2 separate regions of the Ovis aries genome follow, and region 1 is linked to region 2. The links are chromatin contacts, called in public Hi-C maps. All regions are on one chromosome and are shown on one strand. The core of a region is the stretch at or near the end of the contact, and the rest is flanking DNA. Distances in the headings are between cores, read along the strand shown. Region 1 overlaps KIAA2012 (KIAA2012 ortholog). Region 2 has its middle 14 kb from the start of KIAA2012.

What was found. Hi-C and Micro-C count contacts between places; a contact is called where the count stands out from the background.
Region 1: a contact with region 2 is called in a Hi-C map of mixed tissues, with 2.7 times the contacts expected there. The contact joins two enhancer-like sites. A contact is called at or near these places in 3 of 16 Hi-C or Micro-C datasets (mixed tissues, omental adipose tissue and retroperitoneal adipose tissue).

What each region holds. Positions count from the first base shown.
Region 1 is chr2:204,445,390-204,452,232 of ARS-UI_Ramb_v3.0, reverse strand. KIAA2012 (KIAA2012 ortholog) reads right to left here. Exons shown (of 21, transcript XM_060410262.1): 10 at 2,874-2,950. Among named protein-coding and RNA genes, the nearest start is that of KIAA2012, 57 kb to the right of the region's middle. Within about 2 kb of position 4,327, at least 4 of the 54 cell types and tissues checked have an H3K27ac peak or open chromatin away from gene starts, as enhancers often do.
Region 2 is chr2:204,374,166-204,380,945 of ARS-UI_Ramb_v3.0, reverse strand. No RefSeq gene overlaps it. Among named protein-coding and RNA genes, the nearest start is that of KIAA2012, 14 kb to the left of the region's middle. Within about 2 kb of position 3,270, at least 8 of the 54 cell types and tissues checked have an H3K27ac peak or open chromatin away from gene starts, as enhancers often do.

The sequences.
Region 1 (6,843 bases), core at 3,078-5,577, 70 kb before region 2:
AGGAAATAGGAGCTTGGAGTTGAAACAGGCCTGCTTGTCTCCTTTTTCTTTTCTTCATTTCTCATCTCCCAATTTCCTCTTGTAGGTTTGTTTCTTCCCCACTAAACCCCCTCGTTCAGCTCCTAGGAAGTTGTTGATGTCGGTTGCTACTCTTCTCTATTTATGGATTTACCGCCTAGGCCAGGTGCGAAAGAGGTGCCTCAGGAGCGAGCCCACGGTCTGCCATCCTGTGTGCTAGAGGCAAGAGCTCTCTGCCTCTTTCTTATCCTCATAGCGTCCACCGCCTCTTCGGAAACGCACAGCGGAGGTTTTAAAATCCAACCACTAGGGGGTACCAGAGGCAGCATCCAGAACTGGGTAAATCCAGGAACCCAGGCATGTCCTGCAAAGCGCTGTCTGTCTGTCTTTCTCACCCACCCGTCAGAAATTTTTTTCCAAATCGAGGTGTGTGACTTCTCATTTAAAGCACGGTGATGCCAAAAGATTCCACCTTTGGGTTTTTCCCTCCTCCTCTCAGCACACTGATAAAAAAGTAAAAGTATCTTATGTGACTGAACTCCTAATATGGTCAGATCCCAGTGGTGGGAGGGGGCGGGGTAGGGGGCGGGAGTCGGGGGTGGGAGTGGGGATTCATGGAGAGGAAAGAAGAGCACAAACGGCTGGCGCTGATAAAGATCAATTTTGTGTGATATCCTAGCCTGCTTCAGAGAGGGAAGGCGACAGTGGAAGGAATCTACCATGTTTGTCAGTGGCCCATCAAGGTTCATAACTGAAATCCGCTGGGCAGAAATTTGTTTCTAAATCCTTTCCAGATGCTTTATAGTAAACATGAAATTAGCCATTTACATGGAGTAGGTTGAGGAAGTAGTTAAAGTTGAAGTCAGTGATTAATCTAATAAAGAGCCATTAGCCTCAAGAAGTAAGGGGGTGAGGAAGGCATGGAAGGCACCTCCCCCTCTCAGACCTTACCCCCATTTTCTCCGGATTTGGAGGCTGGTGAGACTACCTAGGCTGAGCACCGAAGAATTGATGCTTTTGAACTGTGGTGTTGGAGAAGACTCTTGGGAGTCCCTTGAACCGCAAGGAGATCCAACCAGTACACACTGAAGGAGATCAGCCCTGGGATTTCTTTGGAAGGAATGATGCTGAAGCTGAAACTCCAGTACTTTGGCCACCTCATGAGAGGAGTTGACTCATTGGAAAAGCCTCTGATGCTGGGAGGGATTGGGGGCAGGAGGAGAAGGGGATGACAGAGGATGAGATGGCTGGATGGCATCATCAACTTGATGGACGTGAGTTTGAGTGAACTCCGGGAGATGGTGATGGACAGGGAGGCCTGGCGTGCTGCAGTTCATGGGGTCACAAAGAGCCGGACACGACTGAGCGACTGAACTGAACTGAACTGAGACTGCCTAGACATTTCCTTGATGGCTTTCCTTTCTGGTATTACTTCTCAAGGAAGCAAGACTACTGCAACTTGAACAATCCAACAGGTTCTGGTGGGAACAATTCCCATCCTTTCACAAAGCAGGGATGCGGGCAGGTCTCAGAGTGAGTGGGTTTGCCAGAGCCTCACAGGGGAAACCCAGGATTAGAGTTGAAGACCCTGGGTCTGGTGTTCCTCTTTCTGGATGCAAGGTTAATAATTCAGTCTAGGATTTAATTTGACATAGCTGAGCCACTCTTATTGCAGGTGATATGAGGTCTCCTGGAATATAACGATGGGGCTGTGTGAATTTGGAGTACATGAGGTGTTTGCAAGGCCTCTGGAGTTGTGGAATTATTGAAATACAGCATATTTTCCTCAGTCACAGCCTCTCTTGAAGAAGAAAACCTTTCACATTCCATATAAAGGGTAGCTTCAAAACAGGCATATTAAAAAAAATGCAAATGTTGGTTGTGTGGCTCCTCAGTAGCAGGAAGGGTTGACTCGGTTGTGTTTCAGCTCAGGGGAGGCCTGACCCAGGCCTGGGGTCCTAACAGTGAGAGTTCAGGTCCTTCCTCAGAACCAACTAGGCACACACAGGGAAACAAAGCTACTTTTATTTTTACTGTTTTTTAATGAGTGTGAGGGAGGAGAAAGCCAGGAAGTTGGAGATAAGGGAGAAATAGAGGCCATGTTGGTTCATCTCTCAACCACCAGCACCGCCCCCCCCAACCGTCCCCTCCCCCCGCCCCTCCCCCGCCCCTCCCCCCCACCGCCTCTCCCCCACCGCCCCCTCCTCCCCAGCTGCTGTCACTCAGCAGGGAGAGCCCTGGGCTGTGCTGCATCTGCTGAGACCCACAGAGCTCTAGGAAATACCCTGAGTTGTCTCTCTAGAGTGAATCTCAAGGCAGTGCCAGCTTCAAATCTTTAATTTTAAGGAACCAATTTATAAATATTTGTGAACATATGTCCTCGAATCACTAATAAGTATTCTTAATCCACCCAGATAAAGCATTTTTCTCCTTTCTTCACAGTCTCCTTGCATTTTTTTCTTGGTTGCTATTTTTTTCTCATTCTCAGGAATGAGAATTAGAGTAGGAAAAAAACGGGCCCATTGGCACCAAGTCTTAGTCCCCACTGCCTCCATGGAGGATGCCTTTCTGTGTTTTCCTGTTCCCTTTTGACTTTGCAGAAGTCAGGGAAAGGCCTATTCAGCTATTCGCGCTTATGAAGAGCCAGACAAAACAGTCCAAGTTGAGTTAAGACATTCCAAGTCTATGAGTTAAGGAACCTCTGTGATTTTATAGTCTACTTGTCTCATTTAACTGATGAAGCAAATGAGGCCCAGAGAGGTGAAGAATCTCACCCAGGGTCACACAGCAAGCAGGGACAAGAAGCTCAAAGTCCCGACTCCCACTCACTTGCTCATGAAGAATCAATACTGTACCTGATTCTCGGGCTTTTGAGTCAAAGGTGAGGTCTCATTAAGATTCATATGAAGATCTGTTCTGGACTCAGTGTTTACTATGATGAAAATCAGAGGGAAAAGGGTCAAGGTTGTCAGATATAGGTCTCATGAAATTTTATATATAACATACACCTACACACCTAGTTCATATGTGTAAGACTATAAACACACACATGCTTATGGCATTCGTATTTACTTACCAAATAACACATGTAACCTCTATAGGCACAGTCTAAACGCTCCATTTAATAAAGTGTTATAGACCTTATATTCAAATTTCTATTTTTCTTGTTTTGGTTGCTCTTTAAAAGAACAAAAGTAAATTCTTTGTGCTACTAAAATTCAGATAAAGCTGAAATTAAAAAGGAAATATTGATGGAAAAAATCTGCTGATACTGTTGAATATAAATTTTGTATGATCCTACTTCACTGAAGTAGGAAAATGCTTCTGCAACCTTCCAGATAGAGAGATCAGAGCCTTCCCTTTTCCTCATTATGTGGAGGGGCAATAGGAGAGGTGGAAACACAAGCAAACAAAGGCAAAGGTCAAAACGGGGCTGGTGGGAAGGGACTAACAGAAATCTTGCCGCTCACCCAGAAGCAGGCACATACGGACAACCACGACTCTCCTCCATGGTTGTGCTGTCATACTCTCTGTAGGTGTGGACGCTGAGGCTCAAAAGATAAAGTAATCCACCCAAGGGTGTGCAACTAGTGAGGTTTTGAGTAAGGATTTGAGTCCAAGACTGCCAGACTCAAACTTCATGCTGCTAGAGGATAGGATTTATTTTGTTTTTCCTTTTTTCCCCTAAGAAAGTAAATTTCATGTCTGTAAAGGAATGTTTATTTGAGGAACAGATTCAGCTAAGTGCATGGCTCCTCTGAAAAGGATTTTAGTCTCTGGTACTGGACTAGCGTCCAGCACAAGCTTCTTTACATACTTGCTAGTCCTAAGTAGTTCTGTGACGAGTCTGGCCACATGCAATTCTGCATCTTTGCTTCTTTGACCTGAAGCCTCTACTCTTTCTTTGTGGGCTGACTCCGTTTCCCTTTTCTGTTGTTTCTCAGCTGTTCTATCTTGCTGGAAAATGGCTTCTGCACAGACTGAAAACATTTGTTATTTGAGATAACTAGGGAAACTGAGGCCCAGGGAGTGATTTCATGTGATTGGCTCAAGGCCATACCTTGAAAGAGCGCGGGACCAGAACTTGAACCCAGACCTCCTGACTTAGTATCTCCTACTTTTCCCCTCCACCTCATGCCTCCTCCTGTTAGCCTCACTTGATCTTGCCACATCACAGCTGTTTGGCCCTGATCCATCCTCTGGACAAATCCAGCCCAACAAAATTGCGTTGCGATGAGGTTCACTTGACCGTGGCTTGGAAGGAACCATGAGTCTCTTAGAAAAGAAACTTATAAATACTAATGCATAAGGAAAGTTCTTGCAACACCAGGAGAATGAATCAGTCAGCCAGAGTTCAAGAAATGTAAACACGTTTTTAGATAGGAGACTGAAAAATTGCTTAAGACTTCTCCATCTCTTGGGTCAAGACCCTGGTAATTTACTGAGGTCCAAGCTGTCGAGGAGACACAACTCAAATTGCATTCCTGGGAGATAGAGCAATGGGGGTGGTAACACTTCCTCTCTGAACCATGTGGCGGGACCTGTGGGATCTGCGGGATCTTATCAACCTGAAGAAACTGACTAACCCATCAACCATCGCAGGCAACTGGCTGTGAATACAGGCACAGTTCTATCCCATTATTCCTGAGCTGGTGTGTACATTCACAGACCACAGACTACACAACTTCCAGACCTGCCTGAAACTGGGAGCCCAGAGTCTTTTTGTGGTGACCATTCCTGCCACTAAAGAGAGAAACAAAAAACACATTCCTTCGCCTGCTGCCCACCATTGGGCCCAAGTAGATTTTCAAATGCTAGCATTAATCTAGCGGCAGGCTTTTAGCAAGGAGATAGCATTCCTGCCAGATAATCAGGCAATTTCAGAGATGACCCTTACTAGGTGGGGTCTCATGCTAAACCTCTTCTGCTTTCTTCAAATCATGGGATCCTTCAGCAAGCACTCAAAACTTGAAAAGCAGCAAAGAGCATCTGATACTAGCATGCAGTATAGGTGGCTTAAAATTTCCCTCAATTTCGAGAGTAGAATGGAAATATATACTGTACGCTACCATAGGTAAAACAGATGAAAGTGAGTGAAAGTTTTAGTTGCTCAGTTATGTCCGACTCTTTGCAACCTTATCAACGATAGCCTGCCAGGCTTCTCTGTGGGGATGGTCTATGAAAGCATACTGGAGTGGGTTGCCGTGCCCTCCTCCAGGGGATCCTCCCAACCCAGGGATCCAACTCACGTCTCTTATGTTTACTGTATTGGAAGGTGGGTTCTTTACTGGGAAGCCCTGGACATGTGCATACCTATGCCTGATTCATGTTGATGTATGGCAGAAACCAACATCATATTGTAAAGCAAGTATCCTTCAATTACAAATAAAAATATATTAAAAATTTCCTTCAATTTCAACCTATGTTATTGTTGTTGCTGTTCAATCTATGTTGCTGCTGCTAAGTTGCTTCAGTTGTGTCCGACTCTGTGTGACCCCATAGACGGCAGCCCACCAGGCTCCTCCGTCCCTGGGATTTTCCAGGCAAGAACACTGGAGTGAGTTGCCACTGCCTTCTCAACCTATGTTGGCCATGTTTAATTCCCAAGTTGTTGTTTATTGTTTTAAATAAAAATGAAACATGGCTATATTTATTCTGATTGTTTCAGAATACTTATTTCTCTTGGTATAGGATGCTCATCTGATATCAAGAGACTGAAAGTCACCTTATCAGGCAGAGTGGGCCACCTGATTCCTTCCCAGTTGTGTGTCAGTTCTTGTGAGAGAATGTCAGACCTGCAGGCTCCAAAGGGGTCAAACGCTTGGTGGGTACAAGGGCAGGAGCTATCAAAAGTGCTGGCGGGAGCCTTTTAAATTATGCATAGCGTCTTTTTCCACCATGCTGTTCCTGAGGCGTGAGTACCCTTTGACCGCTAATGTTCACTCATGGAACTGCCCCTATAACTTGCAGTGGTTCGTCGTTGAGGGGATGTATCCAATGCCAAACAGATCTCAGAAAGTACTTTTGCCTTCCCACAGCTTTGCATGTGGACTTGCAGCAGAAACCAGTGGGAGGAGGCTTAAAAGTCAGCCTTCGTACCTTCATGGTTTTGTGTTTTTGGTCAAAAATGGAAAATGCAAAGGCAAATTCCAGATTGTTAAAAAACATTCTTTCCAGTAGAAACGAAACCATAAAAGGAAGGATAATACTGGCCCCTTTACATAGCCCTGCTGACCTTTCCTTAAGAATAGTATCTAAAAATACTTTATTTTATATGATATGACTCAAGATGCCTATGACCTGTAGAGCTTTTGTTGTGTTATAATAAATCTTGAACCTGTTTGTTTAATGCAGGAGATCAAGACCCAAGATGGCCTTTTGGTATTGTCATTATCAAATTCTTGGAACAAGATTTAAGGTCTTGTTTACGCTACACATTTTCACTTTAAATCTTCCTGGATGAGGAGGAGGATGAGATGGGCATATCAAACAGTTGTTTAAGACCTGTTAAAGTCTCCAGCCTAAAGACATACCCCAGGGAGCTCTATTAAAGGAGCCAAGTAGACAGATCTAGAAGATATGAGTCAGTCTGGGTTTAAATATGGAAATGTCTAGTTAAATGCAAGGACATTATTTTTCTTCCAATTTGAAATAACTTCTTTTACTTACTTATATCTTCTTAGACCAAGGCTAACTCAGTCTCAAGAGTCTAGCTTTGGGAATACTAACTTCTCTCAAAAGTTCATAAATTACTTTTTATGGAGAGGTCCAAAGGTGCGTGGCAGTTTACCAAGCCCCAGATGGAAGGCAAATTGAAATTCAAGT
Region 2 (6,780 bases), core at 2,021-4,520:
CCCAATCCCTCCCAGCATCAGGGTCTTTTCCAATGAGTCAACTCTTCACATGAGGTGGCCAAAGTACTGGAGCTTCAGCTTTAGCATCATTCCTTCCAAAGAAATCCCAGGGTTGATCTCCTTCAGATTGGACTGGTTGGGTCTCCTTGCAGTCCAAGGGACTCTCAAGAGTCTTCAATACCACAGTTCAAAAGCATCAATTCTTCGGTGCTCAGCCTTCTTCACAGTCCAACTCTCACATCCATACATGACCACAGGAAAAACCATAGCCTTGACTAGATGGACCTTAGTCGACAAAGTAATGTCTCTGCTTTTGAATATGCTATCTAGATTAGTCATAACTTTTCTTCCAAGGAGTAAGCATCTTTTAATTTCATGGCTGCAGTCACCATCTGCAGTGATTTTGGAGCCCCCCCAAATAAAGTCTGACACTGTTTCTACTGTTTCCCCATCTATTTCCCATGAAGTGATGGGACTGGATGCCATGATCTTCATTTTCTGAATGTTGAGCTTTAAGCCAACTTTTTCACTCTCCTCTTTCACTTTCATCAAGAGGCTTTTAGTTCCTCTTCACTTTCTGCCATAAGGGTGGTGTCATCTGCATATCTGAGGTGATTGATATTTCTCCCAGCAATCTTGATTCCAGCTTGTGTTTCTTCCAGTCCAGCATTTCTCATGATGTACTCTGCATAGAAGTTAAATAAGCAGGGTGACAATATACAGCCTTTTCCTATTTGGAACCAGTCTGTTGTTCCATGTCCAGTTCTAACTGTTGCTTCCTGACCTGCATACAGATTTCTCAAGAGGCAGGTCAGGTGGTCTGCTTTTCCCATCTCTTTCAGAATTTTCCACAGTTTCTTGTGATCCACACAGTCAAAGGCTTTGGCATAGTCAATAAAGCAGAAATAGATGTTTTTCTGGAACTCTCTTGCTTTTTCCATGATCCAGCGGATGTTGGCAATTTGATCTCTGGTTCCTCTGTCTTTTCTAAAACCAGCTTGAACATCAGGGAGTTCACAGTTCACGTATTGCTGAAGCCTGGCTTGGAGAATTTTGAGCATTACTTTACTAGCATGTGAGATGAGTGCAATTGTGCGGTAGTTTGAGCATTCTTTGGCATTGCCTTTCTTTGGAATTGGGATGAAAACCGACATTTTCCGGTCCTGTGGCCACTGCTGAGTTTTCCAAATTTGCTGGCATATTGAGTGCAGCACTTTCACAGCATCATCTTTCAGGATTTGAAATAGCTCAACTGGAATTCCATCACCTCCACTAGCATTGTTTGTAGTGATGCTTTCTAAGGCCCACTTGACTTCACATTCCAAGATGTCTGGCTCTAGATTAGTGATCACATCATCATGATTATCTGGGTCATGAAGATCTTTTTTGTACAGTTCTTCTGTGTATTCTTTCCTCCTCTTCTTAATATCTTCTGCTTCTGTTAGGTCCATACTAAGAACCGAAGAATTGATGCTTTTGAACTGTGGTGTTGGAGAAGACTCTTGAGAGTCCCTTGGACTGCAAGGAGATCCAACCAGTCCATCCTAGAAGAGATCAGTCCTGGGTGTTCATTGGAAGGACTGATGTTGAAGATGAAACTCCAATACTTTGGCCACCTGATGTGAAGAGCTGACTCATTGGAAAAGACCCTGATGCTGGGAAAGATTGAGGGCAGGAGAAGGGGATGACAGAGGATGAGATGGTTGGATGGCATCACCAACTCAATGGACATGGGTTTGGGTGGACTCCAGGAGTTTGTGATGGACAGGTAGCCTGGCGTGTTCCAGTTCATGGGGTCACAAAGAGTTGGACACAACTGAGTGACTGAACTGAACTGAACTGAATGGCATCACACAATTGAGAATACACAGAAATTCTCTCCCCACCGTTAGCACACAGTGGTGAAGCTTTGTTTTACAAAAGGATGCCCTGAAAGCCATTTTCTCACACTAGGGAATCTCATGTGTTGTTCACAGTAAGTTACTGGGCTGCACAACCAGATACTTCTCTGTCACCTGGCTCCCAGTTCACTCTTCAAACTCTGTGATGGGAATGGTTTTTACACTTTCTAACAACTATGGAGTGAAAATTGTGAGCTGTCTGCTAATCATTTTAGCAAAATGTTAATTTGATGTACAAAGTATTTGTATCTTTCCAGGGACATATGTATTGTATAACCCAAGGTACACAAATACCTCCCCCCTATTTGCCTACATTAGTGAGGTTTTGATGTACCAATCAGTGTCCTCACTCTTAGTCCAGGAGGGGAGCTGCCAGGGAGCTGGAGATGACAGTCTGAGAAAGAGGAAGGGGCATCAGGGAGCCTGGGTTCTGGGAGAACTTCCCCTCAAGGCCCTTGCTGCTAGTGTTCACTTTGTAAACCCAGGAGCCCCTGGACCACAGGTAAGCCCACTGCCTGTGACTCAACCTTTATAGTTTCCTTTGGAAAAGCATTCATATCTTCTGGAGAGCTGAGTTCAGATGCAAGTCCTTCTGCAGAGATGAATTAACCATACTGTGTAGGAAGGGGACCCAGAGCACATGCCTGGGTTTGGGACTGGTGGGGGAGAAATGAGGGAGAGGAAGAGTTGGGGCAAGACGGTGGGTAAGTCTCCCTTGGGAAGTGGGTTCACGAGGCCCATCCTCAGTGGCTTTGCCTGTTTCCCCATTTTCCCAGAAAGCCAGCCTGTTCCTACACTCCTTCATGCAACAGTCTTAAAGTGGGGCAGAGGTTACCAACCTCTGACTGGCCCTAGGAAGCTCTGTAAGTAGGTGTTTAAGGAGGGAAGATACATTTCCTTCTGATCTCACAGAGCAGACCCACCTAGAGCAGCAAAGTCCCTTCTCAGAGTCCAAAGCCCGGATGCAGGCCTACTGCGAGTCGAGAGGACCCACTAGCGTTACAAAAAGTGTGGTTAGATGTGAGCATGTCCTCTGCAGAACCTTGGGCCTTAATCAGTCCTTGCGCACACTCACCTCTGATGCCAACCCCTTTTAAAGCAGGTTTCACAGGGCAGTTGTTAGGTAGGAAGAACCTCTTTGAAAGAGTACATTCCAACGGGATTGGCTGAGAGGAGGGGCAACTTTTCAGATTTTACCAAAATCCTCGTCTTGATTCACTGTCTAGACATGGTTAGGTGCACAAAGGGTTAACTGGCCTCGTAGGACTCGGCTGCCAAGTACACTTAATGCTCAGTCCAGCACTCCAGGCTTGTATTCTTATGCTGCTGGAGTGGCCTGTTCATGGCATCTGGTTCCCTGGCAACAGCTTTCATTGGCTCAATCAAAGCCCTTTCTTCTTAAGAAAGCTCCTACTGAGACGCCCACCACCACCACTAATCACCATCTTAACTCGGGGTTTAGGATGCAGCTGGTATGAAAAATAGTATTTGTGTATGTGAGAAGATAAAGCAGTGGACTGGGTTGGATACACCTGCCTTGCATGATCTTGCACTGGTTTTCTACAGGACCAGTTGGAAATTACCTGCTTTTCCACTGGAACAGAGGGAAAGCCAGGGCCAGAAAGTTTCCCAGAGCTGGCTTTCTTTGTTCGGCAGAAATCCATGTGCCTCTGTGATTCATGACTCGCTGTTTCCTGGGCTGATCTGTGATATAACTGCAGGCTCTGTGCTTTGACAAGGGGCGTTGTTGAATTGAGGGAGTTCAGACAACGAAATCCATATTGTAGAAGGCTTGTCCCCAGTCTGCCACAAGCTGGGGAAAGAAGTTTGCCTCCAATAGAACCCAGGGAGCCTGGCGTCTCCTTCACCCACCCCAAAATGTCTTAGCAGCTTCAGATTTGCTAAGAACAGGGTAAAGTAGCTCTTCATGCAGCATATAGGGGGAAGAAAGTTGACAAGATTCTCTAACTGATAAAGATGGGCATTTATAGGGGAATCCTTTAATCTTACAGAGAATCGTTTTTGAGTTTTCTTGTTTTGTCTAGTGAATGGATAGATGAAATCAATAGAGATGAGGAAGAAGGCAAGCTGTTCTCACTTTTGGCTCACCTATACCAATCCATTTAATTCATTTTCATTTTTTTAATCAAATGTCATCCCATGTCCTTATTATACTCTTATTATTATTAATCTAAATTATTGTTTATTTTATTAATTTATTATTAATCTAAATTATTATTTATTGATTTATTAAGGATTATTAATTATTTAGATTATAACATTAATTATTATTAATTATTAATAATAAACACTAACCATTAATGATTATCAATTAATTATAATTAATAATTATCAATATTATTAAATAATTATAAATATAAATAATTATTAATTATTGATCTAAACACATAGCATCATTCAGGAATTAAAGTGTTCAAAATGCACAGTAATCTTTAGAAAAGATGTTGACTTTTGGCTTGGCCATCCATCCTAATATTTGTGCTGCCCTAACCTTCTGGTTCTCAAGAGAAAACTGTCATCCTGGTCATGGTGCCAAGATGTAATGGGACAGTTGACAGTTCAGAGACAGTTAGGGTTTGTGGCTGCTCTGCTTGGCAAGTCAAAGTCCTCCTCTGCAGCTGTGTGTGCAGATGAATGGGTCTCTGTGTTTGATACCAGCCTGCCTGCAGCTTAGCCGAGTGAGGGCTCTGGGTGGTGCTACCTCACAAGTTGTTAAAAGATGCTATTGAGGACACTTAACAAGAACAACATATATTTGAGAGTCATTTGGGGACTAGGCTTGTGCCAACTCTTGTTAGATGTGTAATGGAAAAATTCCTCCCATCTCTGAGCCTCAGTTTCCTCATCTGGAAAATGGGGAGACAGCATCTGTCACGTGGGGCTGTGCAAGGACTAGGAGAATTGATGTGCCACCCCCACTGATCCTGATTAAATCATTCTGAAGTAGGGTCCTGACACTGATCATTTTTATTCACAGGAGCTCCTCAGGTGATTCTAATGTTCAGCCAGCATTGAGAACCACGTGCAGCAGGTAGGAGACTCCATGGCTATTTATTTTTTAGACTGAGGAATTACTGGGGATGGAGATGAAGAGGATGTAATAAGAGAAACAAAATTCCTTAGCTCTTTCTTCAGATCCAGGACTTACAACAGATTGGAATGGAGGTGTAGTCTGGTGCAGTGGAAATGTTCTCTGTCTTTGAGCCTTTTCCAAATAGTTTTTACATTCAAAACAAGGAAAAAATTATGGAGCATCTTCATGAAGGCTTTGATAAAAGATAGTGTGATATGGGTAAATAGACAAATATATAGTTCCTGGGCTCAGGAAGCGTACATCCTAGCAATGGAAAAGAAGACATGCTTCAGTGAGTCTACACATTACTGGGCTGGGCATGATTAAGTATTAAGACTCCAAGCTGCTCTTGCCTGGGGGAATCTTAATGGTGTGACACAGGAAGTTTCAAGACACTCTGAAGTGGGAACACATTTTCTGCTTGGATTATAAGCAGGAAGTAATTCTTATCCTTTCTAACAAAGGATAGTGCACACTGGTTAAAGACCAAGAGAATAAAGACATAGAACCCTTGGTTAGTGCAGTCAGCTTTATGACATACTGTACCGCCATTTTCATTAGTTAGCAGACCAGGTAGTAAACAAGCATTAGTATGGCATATTTTAAGGAAGAAAATCTTTCATAGGCATCAAGTGAAAGATTTGTTGTTGTTTAGCCGCTCAGTCACGTCTGACTCTTTTGTGACCACGTGGACTGTAGCCTGCCAGGCTCGTCTGTCTGTGGGATTTCTCAATCAAGAATACTGGAGTGGGTTACCATTTCCTACTCCACAATTGAAAGGTGCTTGGTACTTAAAAGCTGTATAGGAGTAAATATGTAAACAAATTTTTTGTGGTTACTAACAAGGTGGGGTGGCCACAGCAACACGAGGGCATGAGGTCTAGAGATTCTAGAACTTGCAAGAAGATTCCACGCTGATCCCCACATGGTCCTTTTGGCCACACTGTTGTGAGTTTTCATTAATCCTTAGGATGGAGAAAGAGGAGACTGGGATTAAAACTCCTTACATATTCTTTGGAGTTAAGTCTACAAAAGAGTATATCACAGGCATGGCATATAGGTTAACTGTTATGTTAAGCAGAAGCAGTTGGTAGTGGCTCCCTAGAACACTTGATTGAAAATAATTCCACAGGACCCCAGCCTAGCAAAAAAGAGTTCCATAGCTGATTTTACTTATGTCTTCCATAGGTGAGGGAGAAAGAGTAAATTGTGATACATATACTGAGCTTTGCCAATTCAATATCGTAAGCTGTACAGATTCTCATTACAGGGTGTAGATTTCATTATTCTTAATAAATTCTTTGGGTGTTAACACAGAATCAAAAATTAACCATTCCATTTACTAGTATGTTAAACCTAATTCCTCAATTCCAACATGTCATATATTTTAAGATATATTCCTGATTTAATAACAGGTTTTAAGGATAAAAAAACTACTGTAAGTCTAAACACTAAAAATAACATTTATCTCAACATTTTTTTTCAGTACTCCATTCAACTTATGAGGATAAACATTTTTTAAATTCAGCCTGATGATTCTTCCTGAATTATTTTTGACCACTGGCAGTTGTACATAGCATTATGGGGATTCTCTGCTTTTTATCACCTTGCCTAGTGATCTTGACTTCCTTAGCAAGTGCAGGCGAGGCATTTTCACTGTTAGTCATATTGCAGACTACCAGGGGCCTGGCAGGTTACAGTCCATGGGGGTCCCCAAAGAGTCAGACATGTCTTAGAGATAAGCAACAATAACAACAACAACAAATGACTACTAGGGATTCATTT